Regions from separate parts of the Rattus norvegicus genome. Here region 2 is linked to region 1. The links are chromatin contacts, called in public Hi-C maps. All regions are on one chromosome and are shown on one strand. Each heading gives the region's core, a stretch centred on a gene start, on an enhancer-like site or on the middle of the called end of the contact. The rest is flanking DNA. Distances are from core to core; before and after follow the strand shown. Region 1 overlaps Ptprd (protein tyrosine phosphatase, receptor type, D). Region 2 overlaps Ptprd (protein tyrosine phosphatase, receptor type, D).

Region 1 (6,031 bases), core at 3,355-5,854:
GCCAAGGAGACATATTTTCTCACACATTATGTTCCTGAGCACAATAGAAAAACTCGCAAAAAAATTCAAACACTGGTCTTATACAGAAGTTCATAATCTGGTCACAATCTCCTGAAGGGCCTTAGATTGCAGTGCCCTACTCAGACAGCCAAACCATTAACATTTTCATTTGAACATATCCGGAGAAATCCTAAGAAAACATCCAGAGCAGTTTCTGCCCAGCTAAAGTACTTTAGTTTTTAACTGAGACAGTGAACACTAACTCTGAGTCACACAGGTGCTACAGGTTCTCTGCTGGGGAGAGTTCTGGAATGAAAACATGTGTGATCTTAAGGCCCAGGATATAGTGTCTCCCAGAAGACTGAGATCAGAAACAGAAACAAGAATCCTTGTAACTCAGTTTCCACATGCCCAACTGAGAAAGATCACATCAAACGTAAGTTTGGCAATGGTAGGACTCATGTTTATTATTGAGATAAATTTGATCAGAGTCTCTCTAGTGCTTGGCTCTGCACATCTCGGACTTGTTATTGATCAGCTTGGGCAGATATTGTAAGTATAAATTAACACGCTCCAGTGAAAAATCCCCACGGGAGCCATTACTCTGGGAAGAAATCCTCTTCTATGTTTAGCCATAATTACAAGCAGGATTCCACTGGACGATGTGGGGGAGAGAGTAGCTGTTTTATTCCCAGTCCTTCTTTGATGTCCCTGAGAGTGAGACTCTACAATTTACGACCCAAAATATGTTTTGCCTTGGTGCACCTTCAGACTGAAGGAATGGCACAAGAAATACAATTTATTGTCAGCAGCTGGCAATCAGCTGTCAAGAAATGCATTGTTTATCTGAAGGATCTTGGGAGTCCAGGGGCTGCTCTTTAATTGACTTTGGTGAAGCCTTTAGAAGGCTTAGAGGCTGCCTCTGAAGCCCGAGGTGCAGTAGTCTCTTAATCCATATTAGTTTAAATTATCAGTCTCAAAGGAAGTACCCTTAGGAGATAAAGGTATTAAGTAAAAGAAGAGAGAAGGTCGGAAGACCTGCACCCTCCCTAGGGAAAAGACATATTTATGACAAATGGAAAGAAGGGCACTGAAGAGAAATGGCAACCAATTAATAGGAGAAAATCAGAACCATGTTAGGCAAAGCACGACACAAAGTGTTAAGTAGCCAAGCTCTATATCCCTTTCATTCCCCAAACCGGTAAGGTTACATAAAACACTGTATTCATATTCTACAATAATGGACTCCAAGGAGGTCTCACAATGAAATGAACTCAAAAAGCTCTTAATCATATCTGCAGAGTATGTGAGGAAATCAGACCCTTGAGCAATGATACAAGCTATGCCCATGGCCTACACTGATCACCCTTTCTGGAGGGACACAGTGTAGACACTATCTTAAAGTCCAAATTATTCTGACAAGTGGAAGGCTCTATTGTACTTCCTTGCACAGCTCAGCAGGTGGACCCCACCAAAAGTACTGTGTTTGTAGGTATTGTTCTTAGTTGTCTCCTGTGACAATGATTATAAATAATGTTTATATAATAATGATGTCTAACACATGTTTACATATGTACACACTGTAGACTGGCAAAAACACATGACTTAGCACATCCATTGCTTCTCATGCTTCTCAGGGTTTTTGTAGTAAGAACTTTAACAAATTTACTCTTCGAAATTCTCAAGTACAGAACACATTTGTATTAACTCTTGCCATCATGTTGTATAGCAGACCTCCTGAAATTTTTCACTTGCTTAAATAGGATTGTATAACTCCAATTTCTTCAAAAACCTGACTATAACATACCTGAGTCATCCTTTTCAATTGTACATAGGAAAGGACATTCCAACCTATCTCATTACAAAGGCAGGTCCAAGAAAAATCACATATCAATGTATTTCTTTTTCATATTAAATTCAACAATTTAAAGAATGTGAAAATAATCTCAAAACAGACACATGACAATTTACTTCAAAATAGCTTTCTTCTCCAAGTCTTGGATAGTTCTCTCCATACAAGTAATCTTCCCTAACCATCCCTGAAGATCCCATTGCAGAAGCAAGTTCAAAAACTTAAAAAAAAATCGAGCAAACTAAAGGATATTGACACAATCAGAATATTAAATAACTAATGAGTAATATGATTGGCAATCATTTACCAATCACAAAATTAATGTAAATGTCCAGGTGATCTATGCTAAAAACCAGAACAGAAATAAGTACCTACAAAATAATTTTTAATTATGCAAAGTATAAAATACATTTGTGTACCCACACTCAGAGTGCAATGGCTAATGGCACACAGCCAGGAAACGGCATCAGACACAAGGTTTGTTGAGTGTAATTCCCAGTAAGTTAGAGACTTTTCACCTTAGTAAGTCTCTAAGTATCTGAGAATGACTGGTGTGCTTTCAACTGAGAAATACGAAGTCATTCCGCTTAATTTGCTAGATAGATTTCTAAATCTGTATGCATGATTTCATTTTTACCTTCAAGTAGCTCTATAGGGTAAATACCATTACTAGCACCATTTTGCAGATAAGGAAACCAAGGCTTGTTGAAGTTACAGAACTTGCCTAGGGTGATACTGAGAGAGAGATAGGAATGAAGCCCTCTGTCATGCTGACAAATTTGCTCAAGGTGAAGCAAGAAGATTTTTCACCAGCGAGTGGCCAATGGTTTGGGTTTTTAAGCTGTTGCACTGACAAATGACTCAGGTCCATTTTCATATCACAACGCTGCTCTGATGACTAAGTGAGATTGCCACAGGCTTTTCAAGTCCACTCGTATGCTATAGAAACCCAAGATAGGACAAAACAGCAGGTAAAGAAGATAATTAACTTCCGAAAAGAGAAATGAAAACCTGAGTATCGGGACACATCATATTTACCTCACTGGTCAGGACTTCACCTCCTAATGTACATTAAAGTTTTTATTTTACCCTCACATCCTGGTTCCTCAGCGGTTCACAGTAGGTGTGGGCACCCGACCTCTAATGACAACTCATCTTCGCTCCTAATGCTATGCCGAGGCTGTAAAACCATGAATTAGCAACAAATCCCCCACTCTTTGCCCCTTCAGCCCTTGGAGTTTAACTCCTCTCACATTACAGTATTTATTGAATTTCCCAGCCAAACGGTGTTCTGCTCCATAAAATTCTGACAAGTGGACTCTGCCAAGCTAATAATGGCTTCATTCTGCTGAAATAAACTTATTTCACTGCGGCAAACAAAACGCCATGACCTGGAAAGGTTATTTTTAACTGGGTAATGACTCAGTCCCAACCAAGCATTTCCCTCAAGGTTCCCTGTTTTAAATAAGTTACATTTCTTAAATATAAATGTATGTTATTATGTATGTTCTTGTCTATCAATCTTGCACAATGAAGTGAAAGTGGATATTTTTCATTGCTTAAAGTGTTTGATTCCGTTATTCAATAGCTGGTCAGCTTATCAGAGCAGGTGTCCTGAGTGCCTGTCTGACAGAATCACCCAAAGAACTGGGGGAAAAAAACAATAAATAAATAAAAGTGCAAAGTTCTTCTTAAAACAGATTCTTGGTTTGGCTGCAAGTTTTCTTTTAATTAAGCAGCAGCAAATCCTTTCCTTTCTGAACCGCTTTTCAAAGCGCCTCTAAGAAAGGGCTTTCTTATCACACTATTTTTAAAAGTGTGAATAAATTTTGCTAAGGTTGCTTAGGCTGTTTACCAATTAAAGGTACGCCCGGACAGATTTATTTGCATCCACATTGTCTAACATTTTACCCTTTTCTTAATTCCCACCCCCTCACACACACACAAAAATTGAAAAGCAAATCCGACTTCAATTTTCTCCATACTGCTTTAATGTTTCAGAGTGACACTGTCCTGTAAGATGCCCAAAACCAAACAAATGAAGAAACAGAAACAAATGCCAGGATGAGGTCAAATTTTTCTCCAAGTTTCAAATGATCAGGGAGTCCAAAGGCTCAATTACAACAGCTGGGATCTTGTACCAACATGCTGCACCCTGCCAGCCCTGCCTTCTGAGACTAATAAAAGAGAAAAACCCTTGACAGAGAACAGCTGGGCTCTTTATGAATCTGTTCAATAGAAATGAGGAGGACACACACAGCCCACCAAAACTCATGGCTGGGTGTGTAGGCACAAAGGCACAAAAAAAGGAGTCTGGTAAGATAGAACATGTATTTAAAGGAGACTGGAACCAAGAAATGGCAGTGACTAATGCGGGAGAGGTGCTGATTTCCAAAGTATAACTATGTTACAGTCAAATCTGACTGAGCTAGCATAGACAGGAGCCTTAAGGCTGACTGGACAGGAATGTTCATTCATACAGAAGGGAATATAGGAAAGTTTTAATCCGACTAGGGCTTCTGAAGACAAGAATCTTTTAGTTAATTCCTTTAGTCGTGGTTCTGTCCAAACCTGAATACCCTTTGGATGACCTATAGTGTGTATTCACACTTTCAGCAAAAGGTTGCAATATAAATCTCCTTCCTATTGCTTCCTGCCAATTCCTCTGCCTCCAGATTGCAGAAGGCCTTGGCTACCAACAACAACTCTCCCAGTCAAAGCCGTGCCACAGGATCACTGTCAATTAGCCAAAAGAATAAAGGGCATGGAAAAAATCATCAAGCCACCCATGGAGATCACAAAGCTGGTGGCGGCTACCCTGTGCATAGTCCTTCACGTGCAGTAAATCAGACTTTCATGCTAGGTAAGTTAAGGTTAGAGTCAATTTAGAAAAACTACAAGCAGAAACTTAGTGAAAGCACAAGGAACACAAAAACTCTCCAGTATCCAGTATTTTTTTAAAAGAAAATCAGGCAAGTTTCTATGGATACTAGAAAGAAAACAAAAACCATTACCCTTTTCCTGAATACCATGTTCTTTTAAGACTATATAAGTCATCTTTAATTGTTACAGATGGATCACAAATACCAGAGTATTCTCAGCACTTAATTTAGTGGTGTGTGTGTGTGTGTGTGTGTGTGTGTGTGTGTGTGTGTGTGTGTGTGTGTGACAGAGAGAGAGAGAGAGAGAGAGAGAGAGAGAGAGAGAGAGAGAGAGAATAAGGAACAAATTACTGTTCACCATTAATGGCAAGTCAAAAACTGCCCCAGAACATGAGAATCTAAGAGAAACAGTACCATGGCAAACACCATGGCATCTTTTATAAATTAATGGCCCAGGGCAACTACATTCCTGCCTGCTCTAAGTGTGATTTGACTTTGGCTTTGTTAGCCAACATAGAAAATGGTCCAAAGTCACATAAAACAAATAATAAAGCTGAGTGTAGCGGTCCATTCCACCTTAGCATGTGTTAAGACAATATCTGCTTTTGTGATTTGTCCCAGAATCAAAATACAAAAAAGTTTGGAATTACATGCTTGGAAGCTGCATGGCAATAAAAGTGGATGTCTGTTTATGAAGAACTCTAAAGTGATTCTTGATGTCCAAGTCTATTATCTGCCCTGAGAGTCCTGTGCCTCAAAAGGACCCAAGTTTGGTTCCCAGCACTTAATGGCAGGTAGCACACAATGGTAATGTCAACGGATCCAAAGTACTCTTTTGGACTCATTAGGCACCTGCACTCACATACACATAACTACACAAAGATGTACATACTTTTAAAGTGACTAAATATATGACTAGGAAGATGGCTCAGCTGCTAAGAGCACTGGCTTCTTTTCCAGAAGACTCTGGTTCAAGCCCCACCATCCACAGGGCAGCTCACAAGTGGTTGTAACTCCACTCCCATGGTATCTTATGCCCTCTTCTGCCCTCCGAAGCACCAAACACATGAGACACACAGACATACATATATGCACACAAAATATCCATACACATAAAATAAATAATGATAAACGAGTAAAGAGTCTTCTGCACATGGTCCTACAAGAAACTCTAGTTAAATAGAATGAGGCAATACACATATATGTGTGCTCGCTCTCTCTCTCTCTCTCTTTCTCTCTCTCTCTCTCTCTCTCTCTCACACACACACACACACACACAGAGAGAGAGAGAGAGAGA
Region 2 (5,734 bases), core at 3,133-5,632, 85 kb after region 1:
CCCAAGTCTTAAAGATACTCTAATTAGTAAAGTGTTAACTGAGAGAAAAGAAATCAGCATTAAAAGCATCAGTGATTTGTTAAACGGGAAAACAAGGGGCTAACACTTTAGGGTAATTTCATGACATGGGCCTGGTAAGAAAGATGCCTTGTGTGCTACAAACTTGCCATTTTATCATGGCCTCAATATTTAGGTTTCATTAGGTCAGAGACTGCTACAAAACATGAGTATTTGCCCTTGGACCTTGCCAAGACTTATAACAGGAAGAAAATTACCAATTTTTACACTGGATGCTATAATTTTATGAGATGAGCAATCAGTGAACGCAAGCCATGTATTCCTCAAGCTGTCTTTCCTTTGAGCTTAACTGTGAAGAACTTAAATATACTTCTCCTTTTTTTTAAGAGAAAGAAGGGAAATTTGGACACTTTCCTTGTTGAAATGTACTCAAGCCAAGCAATGACGTTTTCATAAGCATTACCAACTCCTGATTAGAAGCAAACGAGATTATCCATAGGAATATCCCAAAGAAACCAATCCTTTGGTAGAAATGTCACTGCGATATAAAAACCACAGACGCTTGGGCAAGTGACGTCTGTTCAACGAAAGTCACTGGCAAATACTATCTAAGCAATCTCCTTCCACATACCAGACTGCTTCAGCTGAAGTAGTATAACACAGGGATCCTCAGTCTCATAGGCTACAGAGAATAGCTCCTCTCTTTGGTTTTTCTTGGCAAATTATCGATAATATAAAACAGAAGGTTTTAAAGTGCTGATTTTGTTTAAGGCTGCAAAGTACCTTCATGGCACCACCGGTAAACAGCTTTCCTTAGTGACTTTCTCCAGAGACAGAACAGAACAAGGATTAAGCAAAGAAAATAAAGAAATCCAAGGGGCAGCAAGAGATTACCAATAAATCTGGTTTAACACAATCTCACTTTCTCATCCTGACCTTCTCAATTAAATATGACTGTCCTTTTATAAAAACCGGACTTATCAAATACTCATTGAATCCCATGGAAAACCGAGCATTATTACTTTTATACTTAGTACCTTAAATATATGGATTGGTAACTGCAAGTGTGTCTTGAAGCCACCCTGTTAGGTACTCTACATCAAAGGTAAAGTTCTTTCAAAGAAACTTTTGGGTACCAGAACTAAGGGCCATTTGTATAGATGTCAAAGATATTAGCCTTTAATAAGTCTACTGCTCTCAGGACACAAACAAGCTATAACTCTAGACTACTTACAAACACATGCTGAAATTAGCAAGGGATGTTTAAAAAGAACACTTTGAGGAATCGATCTTTCTTAGGGTGGCATTTTTCACATAAGACAGTGTTGATAATTCCACATTTATCCTTTAAAGTACAAAGTCGTTCAGTGCCATGATCGGTCAAGTAAGTCTGAAGGAATCCAATATGGAAATATTTACAGTGTGTTCTTCTACAAAGAATCACCCGTTTCAATTTGAAAAAAACTGGAAAGCAACAGAAGATCAGTGCAAGTAGACTTGATCTTACTGTCTAACGTCATCAGGATTGGCACAGCTGGTCAATTTCAGATTTTTGAAACTGACACTAAAGATGTACACAGCATCCTCAGTCCAGGTCACTCAAATGCTGTCTAAACTAGACTTAAGAGACTTGGTGTCTCCTTCCTCACAAACTTACACAGCACTTTCAAAAGCATTCCAATCACACAATTAATCCGTGTACATACTTCCTTTAAAGTAACTCTGCTTCGTTTATCTTCTAAACCTGCCTTGGGTAAGCAATATCGTTATTGGACCAATTAGAAAAAGTTATTTATGTTTTTTCCCATGTTTTATTTTACCATAAACTAAGAAACAGGCATCTTATAAGAATCTGCGTAATTTTTTTTTGTTTCAGAGTCTATATGGAAAATTACCCTAATACCACCAGAATGCCATAGAACACCTCAATAAAATTCTCAAAATATCCTTCAATCCATCCACAGCTAACGTCAGAGCATGGGTTTGGGTTTTTCTTAAGGAAAAGGAAAAAACAACTTACAGAACTGCCTACTTGAATTTTTCTTAAATGTCTTCTAGGAAGGGTTTGTGTAAGCCATTGCAAGGTGTCTCCTGAATATAAGAACAGTTATACAGGCCCCTAGTGGCTTAGTGAATAGCAGCACTTGAGGGGAATCCAATTTTTAGTTCTAGACTTTGGGGTATTTTGATTTTCAATGAGTGTCTATCTTAAAAAGCATGTCAAATCATGGCATGCATTATTTTAAGCAGTTCTGTATTTATAATTTTATGCACACCCACACACACACACACACACACACACACACACTTCATTACTTTTATTAATTGTCAACTTCACTGGCCAAGAATTTTTGCCATGACTGCCACAATAGGACAGTTGACACATCTGCTTCGTTACATGTCATTAGAAAGTAGTATCTCACTCATCTGCCTTAAAATACATCTGCGGGCTACTTTTCCTATTTGAAACCCATTTCTATTGTATCACCATTACTAAGGGCTTTATATTAAGTGCTCATTATTTTAAATTAGATAGGCAAATCTAAATGATACTTTTCTTTTATGGTTATAGAAATCTCAATGTGTGTCCCATAACAGCACCCATTTAAAAATATTTACAATTAAAAACACCCTTTAATTCTCCATCCCCCTGTGTCTTTCCTTCACAAAAGAAAATTCCAGGCAAGCACATTTACAGCTTTTAGCAATTTTTAACTGGACACAATCTGACAGCTGAATTCATGAAAGTGACCAGCTTGTCAATTTCACACTTTGAAAGTACAATAATAGATGATAACATGCGGGTGAATTTAAAAAATCTGTCACAGAATTGCTAGCTCCGTTGAAAAGGACAGTACAGTACATGATTATGGGAGGCAGGAGGCAGGGGAAATTTTATTGTCCATTTAGGAGATCTGTTTCAAGAATTTGGATACAGAGCATAAAAAATGTGCTTCCTTTTGGTACAATATGGGGCCATAGAAGAGATCTGTTCAAAGGAAGATGCTTTCCCTTGAAGATCAATAGTGCTTTCACAATTGGGATCATTTAAAGATTCGTTTAAATCAGAATGTTGTGAGTTTGGGTGTACCATCCTGGATTTGCATCAAGTTGAGACCTTGGTGTGTGCACTCTGAGACAGAGAAATAGGCACACCACCAGAAGAACCTCTGGTTGAAGGGAATCAGCGTAGTTGTGCTACAGACGGGCAAAAAAGAATACACCAAAGTCTGCCTTTGTAGCTAATTACAACCTCAAATCCGTGAACTAAACAGTTACTAGTTACTAAAGGGCTCAAAATGTGTGAGCTGCTGCCTCTTACTTCCCTAGCATTAGCTATCGGAGCACGTAAAAGAGAAAAGATAAACAATTTAAGAGCAAATACAGGGCCAGTGATCCCTTTAAGGTGCAGATTGTAGATGTGGTTGGGGGATATAACCCAGTCAAGAAACCCAGGCAACAGGAAATGTTAGGCAAGTAGAGTAGTGGGGGGCGAACTGGAAACAACACAAGTGGGTTGTGATAGTCCGGGTTTTGAAGAATGGCACTACTATTTGTAATTTAGAACACACGATTGATGAAAACCAAGCTCATACTTACAAAAAAAAAAATCTAAGCAGAACAAAAACTGACTTCACTTGTTAAAGATTTAAAATAAAATCAACATCGCGGAGAAGAACCAGGGCAAGTTTTTGTTGTTGTTTTTAGCATGTCTATGGAAAAGCCTACTATCAGCGTGTAGCAAAGCAAAGAATCTTTGGTTGGTGGCTTTCTTTTTGAATTGTTTCCTACTACTTCAACTCTTCGTAATAAATTATGCGTTTCCTTTCCCTGGTACGAGTGTGTGTGAGTACACCAGATTCCCGCAGCAGAACTAGAGCTCCTATCCGGCTACAGAAAGCGCTCCAAACAATCCCCCTCCCACAGGCAGCCACGGACCCTCAAGTGCCTCCTATTTTTCCTTCTCCGCACCAGTTCAGAGCAGAGAATCAACCAAAATCGCCCTCCAGAACGGGCCGCTGCCGCCCGGGGCAAATCGCCGAACCGTGGCTGAGCAGAATCCGGAGCGGAGTCGCTCCGGGCACTCGGCGGTCCCGGGCTAGGCGGGCTCCGGGCTCCAGAACCCGGACGGCTTACCTGTTCACGTCGGCTCGGGGCAGCCGCCGCCCGCGCGGCTCCCAACACCGCGCTCCAGCCCTCCGAGGCCGTGCCGCCTCCGGGCGGCTGTTCAGTCCCGCAGCCGCCGCCGCCCAGCCCGCGCGGCAGCCGCAAGTGGCGAGTCCGCGGGAGTCCCGGCCGTGCTGCCGAGCGCCCCGCCTCCCTTTGCCAGCGCCGTGTCCTCGGCCCTGGCGCCCGCCGCTCGCCGCCGCTCCCGCTCCTCCCGCTGTTCCACGCTCCTCCCGCTCCTCCACGCTCCTCCGCGCCCTCCTCCTCCTCCTCGCGCGGCTGCTCCGGCGCGCTGCTGGGGGGTCCGGCCGCGTCTCGCCTCCTCCCTCCGCCTCTCCCGTTTCCTCCTTCCTGCTGCTGCCGCCGCCGCTGCTTTTAAAGCAGATTCTTTGGCCACAAATAGCAACTCGGCTGCCCCCCTCAGCGCCTCCCTCCGGTTCTTGTCTTCTTCCCCCCAAAAGTGAAGCGCGAGCGAGATAACCCGATACTGAGGCCCGCGGGGGTGAGAGGGGCGGGCGAGGGGTGCCTGCAGCTCGGGAGTGGGGTCCGGATTGCACTGGCCGGAGCCAGGACGGAGTGGCCAGCCCACACCTAGAACCTGGCGGGAACCTGGCGGTCACAGTTGCCGGCGAGGTGGCTCGGTTGGGGAAATGAAATGAGGGAGCTCAGGAAAGTAATTTTCTAGGCTTCTCTCTTTGTTTCCTTGTCTGGGTGATTTCTAAAATCCTCGTAACTGCTGGAGATCCCACGGAATCGCTGTGCCCAGCGCTTGGGGATTGTGTGTGCGTGCCGTCTGAGCCCGAGTGTGAGTGTGGGTGCGTCCCGGGCGGGGAGAGCCAGTCCGCTGCGCCCGCTGGCGAACCTTCAATCTGGACCTCACTTACTGAGGGCCAGACAGCTGGAGTAAGGAGGGACAGGCTGGAGAACTGGGCGAAGGGGCGCGTGTACACACACACACACACACACACACACACACACACACACACACACACACACAAACACACACCACAACACACTCGAAACACAGCGCGTGCGCGCGCACACAAGCAGGAGAGAGAGAGAGAGAGAGAGAGAGAGAGAGAGAGAGAGAGAGAGAGAGAGAGAGAGAGAGAGGAGAAGGGGAGGGGGCTGGGTGACGTCACTCCCCAACATCCTTCCACCCAGCCAGAAAAGACCCTCTCAGATTCACTCAACTCATCCTGGTGCAGGCACATGCACACCCGGGCGCTTCCCGCTCTGCTTCCTGAAGCACAGGAGGAAGAAAGGCTGGTCGCGCCCTATTCAAAGCAGTTGAATAATACAAGGGGCGTTCATTGATGAGACTGAGTTGTGTCTATCCCAGTTCACCTTGGCATCCTCCTTCTTGGACTTTTCTGTAGGATCCTTACTTTGAAGGCAGAGAGGAAGGAAGGGAAGTACCCAAATCTTGGTGTGAAAACTCCTAGGGTGCTTTCAACTACTTGCTCTTATGTTAGCAAAGCACTGCTCTCCGGCTTTCCTGAAAGACAACAAAAACCTCTCCAGACAGGCACCAATGGTTGGACCAGGG

The links. Hi-C and Micro-C count contacts between places; a contact is called where the count stands out from the background.
Region 2: a contact with region 1 is called in a Hi-C map of liver, with 5 times the contacts expected there. The contact joins two enhancer-like sites. A contact is called at or near these places in 3 of 12 Hi-C or Micro-C datasets (the A7r5 cell line, liver and psoas muscle).

What each region holds. Positions count from the first base shown.
Region 1 is chr5:95,505,862-95,511,892 of GRCr8, forward strand. The region is part of intron 10 of Ptprd (protein tyrosine phosphatase, receptor type, D); the gene reads right to left. Among named protein-coding and RNA genes, the nearest start is that of Dmac1, 1.2 Mb to the left of the region's middle. Within about 2 kb of position 4,605, at least 17 of the 93 cell types and tissues checked have an H3K27ac peak or open chromatin away from gene starts, as enhancers often do. A contact at or near this core is called in liver, where this site is marked.
Region 2 is chr5:95,591,544-95,597,277 of GRCr8, forward strand. All of the region lies in intron 10 of Ptprd (protein tyrosine phosphatase, receptor type, D), which reads right to left. Among named protein-coding and RNA genes, the nearest start is that of Dmac1, 1.3 Mb to the left of the region's middle. Within about 2 kb of position 4,383, at least 55 of the 93 cell types and tissues checked have an H3K27ac peak or open chromatin away from gene starts, as enhancers often do. A contact at or near this core is called in liver, where this site is marked.